Regions from separate parts of the Mus musculus genome. Here regions 2 and 3 are each linked to region 1. The links are chromatin contacts, called in public HiCAR-type and promoter capture Hi-C maps. All regions are on one chromosome and are shown on one strand. The core of a region is the stretch at or near the end of the contact, and the rest is flanking DNA. Distances in the headings are between cores, read along the strand shown. Region 1 holds the start of Mrpl42 (mitochondrial ribosomal protein L42). Region 2 has its middle 72 kb from the start of Gm40744. Region 3 overlaps Gm33377 (a long non-coding RNA gene).

The links. Promoter capture Hi-C pulls out the DNA fragments that hold promoters and counts their contacts. HiCAR-type assays count read pairs that join an accessible place to other places.
Region 2: a HiCAR-type map of kidney shows a contact between it and region 1, with 2.8 times the contacts expected there. The contact joins the enhancer-like site here to the promoter of Mrpl42 in region 1. A contact is called at or near these places in 6 of 39 promoter capture datasets (the C10 cell line, cranial neural crest, embryonic stem cells and 2 more), 8 of 115 datasets of contacts at active chromatin or transcription factors (the 230-238 cell line, astrocytes, effector CD8 T cells and 5 more) and 3 of 9 other capture datasets (adipose tissue, liver and macrophages).
Region 3: a contact with region 1 is called in a promoter capture Hi-C map of liver, with 2.6 times the contacts expected there. The contact joins the enhancer-like site here to the promoter of Mrpl42 in region 1. A contact is called at or near these places in 3 of 39 promoter capture datasets (cranial neural crest and liver), 9 of 115 datasets of contacts at active chromatin or transcription factors (acute myeloid leukemia, bone marrow-derived macrophages, embryonic basal ganglia and 6 more) and 2 of 9 other capture datasets (adipose tissue and pancreatic islet).

The regions. Positions count from the first base shown.
Region 1 is chr10:95,499,834-95,503,574 of GRCm38.p6, forward strand. Mrpl42 (mitochondrial ribosomal protein L42) reads right to left here and starts at 2,116. Exons shown (of 6, transcript NM_001359476.1): 1 at 2,073-2,116; 2 at 550-689. The coding sequence starts at 616.
Region 2 is chr10:95,031,315-95,035,055 of GRCm38.p6, forward strand. No RefSeq gene overlaps it. Among named protein-coding and RNA genes, the nearest start is that of Gm40744, 72 kb to the left of the region's middle. Within about 2 kb of position 1,992, at least 26 of the 459 cell types and tissues checked have an H3K27ac peak or open chromatin away from gene starts, as enhancers often do. A contact at or near this core is called in kidney, where this site is marked.
Region 3 is chr10:95,834,774-95,838,514 of GRCm38.p6, forward strand. The region is part of intron 1 of Gm33377 (a long non-coding RNA gene); the gene reads left to right. The region is part of intron 1 of Gm33543 (predicted gene, 33543); the gene reads right to left. Among named protein-coding and RNA genes, the nearest start is that of Gm33543, 6.3 kb to the right of the region's middle. Within about 2 kb of position 1,903, at least 3 of the 459 cell types and tissues checked have an H3K27ac peak or open chromatin away from gene starts, as enhancers often do. A contact at or near this core is called in liver, where this site is marked.

The DNA of each region.
Region 1 (3,741 bases), core at 866-3,365:
GTGATGATCCTTGGAAGATGGGGCTGTGGGCTTCCTTTTTATTTCTAAATTTTATGAACTACTAAAAAAAAAAACAAATTAAGAGGTGTAAACTGTAGTGAGTCTAAATGTTCTACAGGAAGGGGAAGCTACTCTACCAGTTCACCTGAATCCATTTTGGATCGTAATGATAGCCAATGACTAGCCTAGATCTTTCACTCAGCATTTATGCACATCTATATACACAAAGGCACACTCATACAAACACACACACACATCATCATCACCACCACCATCATCATCTTTTAAGCCCACAACAGGATCATTCTGATAAATCAGATTTTCTTCTTTCTCTACTTAGTGATCTTTCCACAATGATAACAGCTTTATAATATTCATAGTTACAATGTAACATAACTTATTAATCCCTTCTTTGACTGGCATTTAAATTTTGTCCCCTTTTTATGACTGCAAATAGGAGGCATAGAGAATAACCAAATGCTTTAAATATTCTATATTTGAAAAACCACAAAACATTTTTAAGCATTTAAAAAAAAAAATCTCACTTACTTTGGATTGGAAGTAAATGCTTCCAGATAGTTCTGTTTGATATCGCCCATTTTACTGCCGCAGCCATGATCCTTAGCAAGTGATTTGAAAAAACGATATTGTGAAGTGAAAGCTGTTGCTAGGCACACAGATTTTCGTTCCTGTTTAAGAGAGAAAGAAAATCGGCTACAAAGGTAAAGTTAAACACTAACATCAAGGTAGGAACCATTAGCTAGTGCTCATCATTTGAAAACAAGGCTTTTAAACCTGGCCGTTCCAGTTTAACAACAGGACAAAGTCACTGAGATCAAAATATGAGAAACAGAGCAACTATTCCGCTATCATTTCTCTTAAGTGCAACTTTCTCAGGACTCTGCACAGTCGGCTTCACTTACTGAGTGCTTAGCAGAATACGTAATTAGAAAGTCACTCACACATAATACACGCTGCAAACTCTTCCTCAAATGCTAGTGAGTCTACATTCTAGCTCCCAAGTCCCACCCATAGGATCCTATCACTTACAGTAATGCTGTTTCTGATGAAACTAAATATTCAACATGAAAAACTTAAGAGGAACCCATCGATGTCACTATCTCATCTCCTGTCACATAACATTTAAAGATGCAGCAAGCATATTTATTTCGAATCATGAAAATTTAAAAGGACTTGCTTCCAAAGACTTTAGTGTTGCTCACTTACAAACTGGAAGATTTGAGGCAAGTCATTAACTAAACGACCTTCCAATTCTTCAGTGGTAAACTTCAAGAAGCAACCACAAATTTCATGAGATGGTGTAAATAAACGGTAATTACTGTGCCCCTATTCTCTATTGGTCTCAGTGACCCTCTATAGGCAGGAAAGGGATTAGGATAGGGCTCTCTTTATTTGCACGCAGATGCCAGACATCCTAAGAGCGCCGCGAATGGCAAACCCTGAGTTCATTCAGCTAGTTATTTATGCCTTGCAACCCACTTTCTTAATATTCTGTGCTCTTTCAGTTTATTGGGAACGAAGGCTGAGAAAAGTCAAATGCTTTATTTTGGTAGTTCACTGTCTAACTGGTGGCATGCACGGAAAGAAAACCCACGTCTTCTGATTACAAGTCCAAAATCAAAACGTTTGTGGGGACCTTCCTCTGCTCCATGCTAGCATACCCAGGGGAGGGTCAAACTATTGCTCCAAAGAGAGACTTTCCAGGATGAGCCCCTTGGCACGGAATTCAGTTCCAAACCAAACACCCCGGTGGGGCTGAAGTTCGAGCAACAGTAATACAGGGACTACCACCCAGGAGCCGGTTCAAAGACTTGAATCAGGAGGAGTCTAAGGAGTCGCAAGGTCAACTTGGTGCAGGCTGACGCCCGCATGCACGCCGAGGTGTGCTACAGGAAGGGCGCAACCACACGCCGGCCCTTCTGCAAGATGGAGCCTGGGGACACCGGCAGCCTCGTCCTGCCTCCAACGACAGACATTAAAGCCCTCAATGCCTACGGACAAGCCTTCCGGGCCTGTAAGGAGAGGGCAGCGGTACCTCCACGGCTACTCACCGCGCGCTCGCCATCTTGCTTCAATCTGGGTCCTAAAGGCGCCGTCCAGCGCGCGCTATACGCGCGCGAGGCACTCTGGGAGTTGTAGTCTCTGCCAGGAAAGTAGCCCTAGTTGCAGAAAGAAGGCGGGGCGGGCAGCTGTGGCCAGGCTGCATTTGTTGTGGCCCCTTGGACTCAGGATTCCCAAAGGTGCCCAGACAACAAAATCGCTACCCTCCCGATTTTAGTAGCAGGAACTATTTAAAATAACATCAAAACCAATGTTATACTATTATTCAGAGAATATTAACATTCTCTAAAATTTATGAGCCTATTGGCACCAAATTCAGCTCCAAACCAAATGGATGAATGTGTTTTTCATAATGGATCAATTAAGTTTTCTCAGAGAAGACAAAATGCCAGAGAATTCAAATGAGGGGCCCAGGACTGATATATTTGAAATGAAACCTAGAGAAGCTTTCTCAACCAATGGATCTGATAGATGTAGGAGCTGAAAGGAGAACGTTCCGGGTGTGGCTTTGTCGACTGACTAGGTTAGTCAACAACCTACAGGAGAGGAAAGACTGATAGAGCAGGTTAGAAGTTGTCTGGTAAGGGTGGGAATGGATTCCATTCAGGAGCTGTTGATTTGGGGATTCGCCTGAGACACGCAAGCGGCGATATAATGAAGGTAGAGAGATTTGTTTAGAGAGTAAAGGTTGGGCTAGATAGGAGTATAAAGCCATAGGATTGAGGGCTGGGTATGGAGCTTGGTGCTAGAGCATGCCTGAGACCCTGGGTTTGATGTCTGGCACCACAAAAACATGAATAAAGCTATGAGAATAATGAGTTGGTCAACACATTGACCTCGCTACTCCGGAGACTCCTCCTGCAAGTCTTTAAATGGCTCATGGTTGGTAATCCCTGTGTTCCTGTTCCTCAAACTTCAGACCCACCCACCGGGGTGTTTGATTTGGAACTGAATTCAGTGCCAAGGGGCTCACTCATCCTGGAACGTCTGACCCTCCCCTGGGTATGCTAGCATCGAGCGGAGGAATGTCTTATTGAGATGTAGCTAAAATGGAAGAGGGCTCCAAACAGGGCCAAGGAAATCTAACATATATCACCTAAGAGGCCACCTAGCATGGGAATATCTGAAAAGAGACAGTCCAACAAATAATTGTTAGTATTCCTTCTAGACTCCGCCCAATAGGTAGACCTGTCTTGCTATAAAAGTGGCTCTTTGGCCCCCTGCCCCCTGTTCTCTCCCCCTCCTCTTCTCTGTCTCTGTCTGTACCCCCTTCTCAACTCCCCTTCTCATGCCTCCAAATTATTCTATGCTACACCTGTGCTATGGCTGGTACCTGGAGGGTGGGGTTGGGGACGCCTCATCATGAGCCCACCAAGGCAACCCTTCCAACCTAATTTGCATGGAGGTCAGTAACTTTCTACACTCTGACAGTACATTCAAAAGTTGGGTCTAGTTGAAATATAAATTTTTCCATGCTTCTGAGTTTCATACAGACCGCGAGTTATAGTTTACTTTGCCTTCAAAGTTCGTATGACAAATTGACATTATATTTGCACTTCTGTCTTTTCTTAAGAGCTTAGGAACAATCATGGTGGTGCAAGCCTTTAATCCCAGCACTCAGGAGGCAAAGGCAGATGGATCTCTGTGTTGCGGGAAATA
Region 2 (3,741 bases), core at 742-3,241, 470 kb before region 1:
TCCTATTCTGTCAAATCTTTCTCTGATTCATCACTTTGTCTGCCTCGAAATTCAACATCACTTTCAAATATGGTGCTTCCTTCTACAAACTAACTTTACTTTCATTGTTTGGGATTCAAGGTGGATACTAAGGGCATGTCTGTATTCCAGCCAGAGGAATTAAAGTTGTGTTGCTAAGGGCGGAGTTGCACCCTAACTAGAAGCAGGTTCAAATTTCCTTTAACAGGGTTCAATGTGATGGTTAATTTTATTGTCAACTTGGCTTGCACCATGGAGCCTAGATCATTGGTCACAAGTTACTCTGAAGTGGTTTTTTTTATGGAATTAACATTTAAATTGGTAAACATTGAACAGAGTAAGCTGCCTTCCATTACGAAAGGTGGTGAACTTTGTCCAATCAGTTAAAGAATTAAATATAATGAAAAATGGATTTTCCTTGGTCAAGAAATAATTCTTCAGTACATGTCTTTGGAATTGAACTTTTGAATCAAATCTAGGCTCCCCTGACTCTTCAGTTGGTTAGCTACCAGCAGATTTTAGACTTTCTAAAATCCATAGTCACATGAGATAATTCCTTAAATCTATCTCTCCAAAGATCTACCTATCTTTGTCTGTTTGTCATCTATCTATCTACCTACCTATTATCTGTATGTCATCTATCTATATATCTATGTATCTATCTATCTATCTACCTGCCTACCTATCTATCATCTGCCTATCTGCCTATTTACCAATCTACCAACTATTTTTTTTTTTTTACTAAAAAGCAAGTCACAAACAGCCCAAAGGCAAAGCATGTATCCTTAGAACCAACATCTTAGTGATAGAATTGAAGACATCAAGGCAAGAGAGGGCTGAGGGGATAGCTCATTTGATAATCCCTACAGCCTGTGAGGAGTCAGAGACAGGTAGCTTCCTGGGGTTCCAGCCTACTTGACAAGTTCCAGACCAATGAGAGAAAAATGGCTCACAGTGCCTGAGGAATAACCCTGAGGTTGACCCCTGCCCCCCCCCCCACATATACACACAAACTTATTTCTCCCCATGAAGACAAGAGAGATAAAAGATATTCTTGTAGCTGTTTTTAGAACAAATCTTCCATAATTCATTTTTTCAAGGTTGTTGGGAATATTAAGTGTAACAAGGAAGACAAAGGCTGTTTAATAGCCCCTTGAATACATGTGTGCGCGTGTATTGATGCACAGATAGGCAAGAGCATATACACTTACGATTTCAAAAACCCATTGTGACCTCAGAGGCACATAGGTGATCCAGAGTCCCTCCACACTTCATCTTTACCGACTAATCGTCCTCGTGGGAGTATTATGTCTGGTTTCATGCGTGGGGCTTTGGGCTTTGGAGATTACAGAGCTCCAGACTCAGCTCTACCACTGGGTAAGAGTTAGAGAATCCTTCCCAAAGTTTCTCTCCTCAGAGCCCTTCAAGATGCTCCCACGAGTATTCACGGTCTCTAAGGACTGTCGTGTTGCTTAATAATGAAAGTGAGATGGTGTAAGGGAGAGCCTTGGTACACACCTAAAAGCTTAGTGGTCTTATCAGTACACTGAACACCAGTAATAATTACCAATGTGGTTAGTCTTGTGCCATGCTCATGGACTGTCTGCGATGTGTTTCCTTTCTTTCTGCCCATGGGTGGCAATCCTTTTATTATCTCTCAACACTGCTCCTCCATCTGTGACCACAGTTCCAGTGTCTCAGGTGGCTTTGTCATCTGCCTGTGAAGCAGTATATAGTTCGGGGGATGCCCTGGGTCTAGTGATCAGACTGCTTGTACTCCCAAGCTGCAGTGCTCCCTAGCTGCAGTGCTCCTCAGTAGCAGTACTCCCCAGTGGCAGTAGTCCCCAATGGCAGTACTCCCCAGCAGCAGGGCTCCCCAGCAGCAGTGTTCCCGTCTCCTTCTTGCTCTGTGCTATTTTGAGGCTGCAAAGCATCCTGGCTTTCTGGATCAGACACTGATGTCAAGATGAATGAGTCTGTTTTTGAATGGTGGCTTTGGCTTGAGCTGTATGTCTGGCTTCCGCTGGCTTCTCCATCTCATGGTGCCAGACAAAGGTCCTCTCGAGTCATTTGTTGCTGGCTCCTGTGGTTGTTTCTTCATCTGGAGTAGAACGAGCAGGGAGCTTTTGGCAACCCACTTTTAGATTTATGGCGAGTTGTTCCTCGATTGCCAAGATTCCTCTATTCACCAGCCTCAGACTGTGTAGCCATTAAAGGGAGATTACTGACTCGTTGGAATTCAGGGCGATGGTTCAGGGATCTCATACCGAGTTGTTCAGGGTACTACAAGAACTACCCAGCCAAGACATCCAGCCACATTTTAGCTCACTAAGCCATCTGCCCTTCTCAGAGAAATGTGTTACTTTGTGACTAACTCACAGAGAATCAGAGGGTACACAGCACTGCACTGGCAGGGTGTACCGAAGGGTTTCTCTGCACCAGCTTTAATCCTAAATTAATCTTAAATCTCAAATAATAAATAGCTTGGTTCAGAGCCATCAAGACCCTTTTTCTCCTTCCTACCTCACTGCCAATTCATCCCCACGAGGCCCGAGGAACACTTGATGACCCACACCTGCAGCACAATGCATCTGCTTCCATTTCCAGTGACCATATTTATGCTTAGGATTTGTGTCTGTTCAAAAAACAAAACAAAACAAAAAAACAAAAAACAAAACAAAACCCAAGCCTAGGACTGGAGAGACCACTCAGTGGCTAAGAGCACTTCCTGCTCTTGCAGAGGATCTAGGTTTGGTTCTCAGCACCCACACGGTGACTCACAATCACCTGTAACTCCAGTCCAGGGGATTCAGTGTCCTCTTCTAACATTTATGGGCACCAGGAATGCATACAGCACATGTATATGTGCACACAGGTAAAACACTCCTACACATAAAATAAAAATAAATGAATCTTACTTTAAAAGCATTTTTAAGACAGGGTTTCTCTGTGTCGTCCTAGCTGTCCTGAACTCTCTCTCCCTCTCCCTCTCTGTCTTCCACTCTTTCTCTCCCTCCTCCCCTCCTCTCTAGACGAGGGTGTCTTCAAACTCATAGAAATCCACCTGCCTCTGCCTCTTGAGTGCTGGAATTAAAGGCGTGTGCTACCACCTCCCAGGATGAATCTATAAAAGAATGAAACGAAATAAAACCCCAAGCCATTGAATTTTCCAAGACCCATATCAGAAGTTGTAAGTTTTGTCAGGGGTCAAGATGCCCTTCAGAGAGACAGCCTCCTCCCCATAAGACTCCTTGTTCTGGTCTTCTAGAAAGTTGGCTTTCTGTAGACGTTGGCTTCCCCTGTGGGATTTTAAAATTTTATTCATTTACTCACCCCATGTTCATTATCGTCCAGCCTGGCACTGGGCAACCTCAATTCGATGTGGGCAGCACTTCTTTCTGTTGACTAGCTCTAGATATAATTATTAACCTTTTCTTCGCTTCAGTTCCTTTATCTGCAAAATGGTAAGACACAACCATCCCTGTCTCAGAGAGCTGGGATGGTTCAGTGAATTAATCTGTGTAACTTGTAGGTCTAATACTAGTTCACCAGTCGCTAGCTCTTCTCCAGTGACCTGATGTCAAGAGCATTAAGCCTGGTTTTGAATGGTAGCTTTGGCTTGAATGGAGTATTTGGGTTTAGCTGATTTCCACGTCTCAGTGACATGAGATGCAGGGCCTGTCAGTCACGTTGCTGGCTCCCACTGTTGTTTCTCCATCCAGA
Region 3 (3,741 bases), core at 653-3,152, 330 kb after region 1:
TTCAGCACTCTACTTGTATTTAGATGGTATTAAGAAATTATCATTGTACCGGGGAGGTGATTCAGCTAATAAGAGCTCTTGTGGCAGAAACACGAGGACTTGAGTTCAGATCTCCAGGACCTGCCATAGCGTGGTAGAAGCCAGGGCTAGGAAGATCACTGGCCAGCAGCAGAATTCTGATTCAGTGATACATCCTGTCTCAGAGGAACAAGATAGACAATAGGAGTGCGGGATACCCTGTACTTTTTCTGGCTCCCAGACAGAAGATGCATACTCCCACACCCATACACACACAAAGGAATTGTTGCTTACTTGGATATATAAAATAATGATATTAATGTAATACTAATTTGAAATATCATTACTGAGTTTCACCATAAACCTGAATAAAAGGAGAAAAAAAATCCTTGCCCCAGAGGTTTAAATTGAAGTCCCTATGAGTTAGTTGACTGTCAAGTTGACATTTATTTTAAGCTATTCTAGTGAAAACAGAAAGGTGAATAAACGGGGATCCATCCCATAATCAGCTTCCAAAAGCTGACACCATTGCACACACTAGCAAGATTTTGCTGAAAGGACCCAGATATAGCTCTCTCTTGTGAGACTATGCCGGGGTCTAGCAAACACAGAAGTGGATGCTCACAGTCAGCTATTGGATGGATCACAGGGCCCCCAGTGGAGGAGCTAGAGAAAGTACCCAAGGAGCTAAAGGGATCTGCAACCCTACAGGTGGAACAACATTATGAACTAACCAGTACCCCGGAGCTCTTGACTCTAGCTGCATATGTATCAAAAGATGGCCTAGTTGGCCATCACTGGAAAGAGAGGCCCATTGGGCTTACAAACTTTATATGCCCCAGTACAGGGGAATGCCAGGGCCAAAAAGTGGGAGTGGGTGAGTAGGGAAGTGGGGGGGTTATGGGGGCCTTTTGGGATAGCATTGGAAATGTAAATGAGGAAAATACCTAATAAAATACATATATATATATATAAAGAAAGGTGAATAAAATAACAGAAACTAAATGGAGAAGGAACTAGGGAAAATGTTGACAACACGCGAGATTTGGGCCCCTGGCAGCTGAGAGTATTCTTCTTACATGTGCGTCTGTTTGATAATTTGCATTATAAAAACATAAAGCTACAACGAAGTATCAAGTAGGTATAGTGGTACCTTTTTTTCTGATTATTAGAGATACATTCTTGGAAGTGAAATTGCAAGATCAAATATTACACATGTTTTGAGAACTTGTTCTATTTGAATAAATAAACTTTAAACCAGAGTTATTTATTTTTAGTAATATGGAATTCATGTTAAAGTTCTAACATAGTGAGCAAAAAAAAAAAAAAAGATTTTTGTTTTGTTATTTGCCCAAGGATAACTGTTTCTTTGGATAACTGTCCCTATTCCTACAGAATATTAGTTGTGTCATTTCCAGCCTGTTGGATACCCAACAGGGAAATGTGTGAGGAGCAGTCTTTGCTTAATAATACTTCTGCTCATGTTTGGAAAAAGAACTGCAGTTGGCTTTCTGGGTTTTACTTTTGAAATGAAGAGAAGTTAAGGTTTATGTCTTTGGCCATGTGGTGAGACAGAGAGATGTCATTCCACAGTATAGGAATGACTGAAGCATGGTGCTCTGAGGATGGGAGTTGGGGGCAGAGCCAGTGGTGTTTAAGCCCATGGAGAAGTAAAATGGTGAAAAGAATCAAGGCTGAAAAGGACGAGGGGACAGATGTAGCTCTCTCTGAAAGGCCTCAGCAACAGGAGATGGCAGAGCTTTAAAACAAAAGTAACAGGTGGGCAGGCACATTGGCTCAGTGACTTTTCCACATTGTGGACAAGCCAAAACATCTGGGTTTAAGCCTCATGCCCTACGTGGTAGAAGGAGAGATCGTGTTGCAAGTTGTCCTCTGACCTCCACATGGGTGTCACTGGGCATTTGTATGTGTGTGGCACGCCCACAGGGTAAGCGGATAAATGTACAAACATTTTAAGAAAGAAATTAAAAACAAGAGGGGGAGAGAAAGAAAAGCTTTATACCATGTGTTAATGATTTGCCAGTCTTAGTCAACAGAAGAATTTGGTAGGCTACAGGAGGCAAATTTCTCAGCAACGTCCCTGCCTCTCCTTCCAACCACCACTCTGCCCCTGACATTTAGCTGGGGCTCCTCCTCTACCTAAGATAGAAATAGAGAAGTATCACGGGGGATTGTTCAGGTTCTGGCATGGGGGACGATGTATGCTCAAGTCTACATGATTTGCTAGGGGCTGTGAGTAAGATGAACAGTGGGGAAAGGACATGTGTATTGAGAAATAGTTTTGCCACAAAGTTTAAGTGCAAAGGTCCGTGAGTGTATTCTGTGACAAATGTGATTTCAAAAGGTGTTTTTTTTTTAAAGGTGATAAAAACAGGACAAATGTCCAAAAAGTCACATTTTGTCTTGGTCAATGTCGTCATCTGAATGTGCTTACTCACTGCTCTAGATCATTCTTTTTAATTTTCCAAGTATATACACCAAGTGTATATAGCATGGTTTAGAGTTAGATGCTATGAGGACATGAAGAGACAGACATATCCCACTGATCTGGGAGAATGGAGACCAAAAATGCATGAAATGTAGCATCTGGAGAGTTCAGTAGAAACGGCAGGAGTGAAAAATGAACTCAGGTCAGTTTGCAGAGCATGTGATTGAAGGAGGATCGCACCAGATCTTAAGAGACATCTGCACAGTGCTTCATTTCTTATAGAGTACCCTGCATTGAGGACAAGCATGGGGTCCGCCCGGCTCTGCTTGGGTAGATTCAGAGTGCTTTGTGAAGCTGAGAGCCTCATATGGCTGCACAGTGTTCATCAGTCTGTTCTCAGTTGTAATACAGTAAAATGAGCCTCTGATTAGCTTCTGGACATCAGTGCTAATTCTGAGCATCCAGGACCCATGACGCCTATCAATATTTGGAGACATGATAGATTCCTCCCGTACTCCAAACAGTTAACTACCTTCAACCATAAATCTTCTAATACTCTCCTATGGTTGCTCAGAAAATCTGTAAAGTTTCTCTTGACCTCACTCTCTTCATTTACATATGCTATCTTTATACTTCTTCTATTAGGGAGCACCCTGTGGGCAGTAGATGGGGTTAATGTCTACAAACTACAGAGGGACTATGATGGGATGTTTCCTTAGGGATGTTTAGAGTGATACCTCGTTTTTATAGACAGCGATTCTGGGACTCCCTGAAAATTAGCTCCATTTTGTTTTAAGTCAGACTTCTATTCAAATGATATCCAGTCTGATCTTTGACTAAAATATAGTTTATAGGCTACTTGTGTCTAAATTAAGTAAGATTATTAGAAATAAAGAAATAAAAGGTGTTGTGCACCTGTAATTTCACTACTTGGGAGGTGGAGGAAGAAGAGTCAGGAGACTGAGACTACACAAGACCCATCTGAAGAGAAGAAATGAGGAAGAGAGGAAGGGGGGGTGCTATTGAATCAGAGTATCTGGGTATGGAGTATGATAATCTACCTTTTAATGAAATGCTATAATGCTTCTTACACAAGTTGGCATTTCAGAACTATCTATTTGATGGTTATTAATATAGACTTTTCCAGTTTCCAGCTGTGTGGCACAGCAGCAATTTATTTAACATCTCTGGGTTGCAGTCTCTTCCAGATTAAGATAATTAATTCTTCAGGATTATTTATTAAAATGATAACATGCTTTGGCTGTCTACTCAAC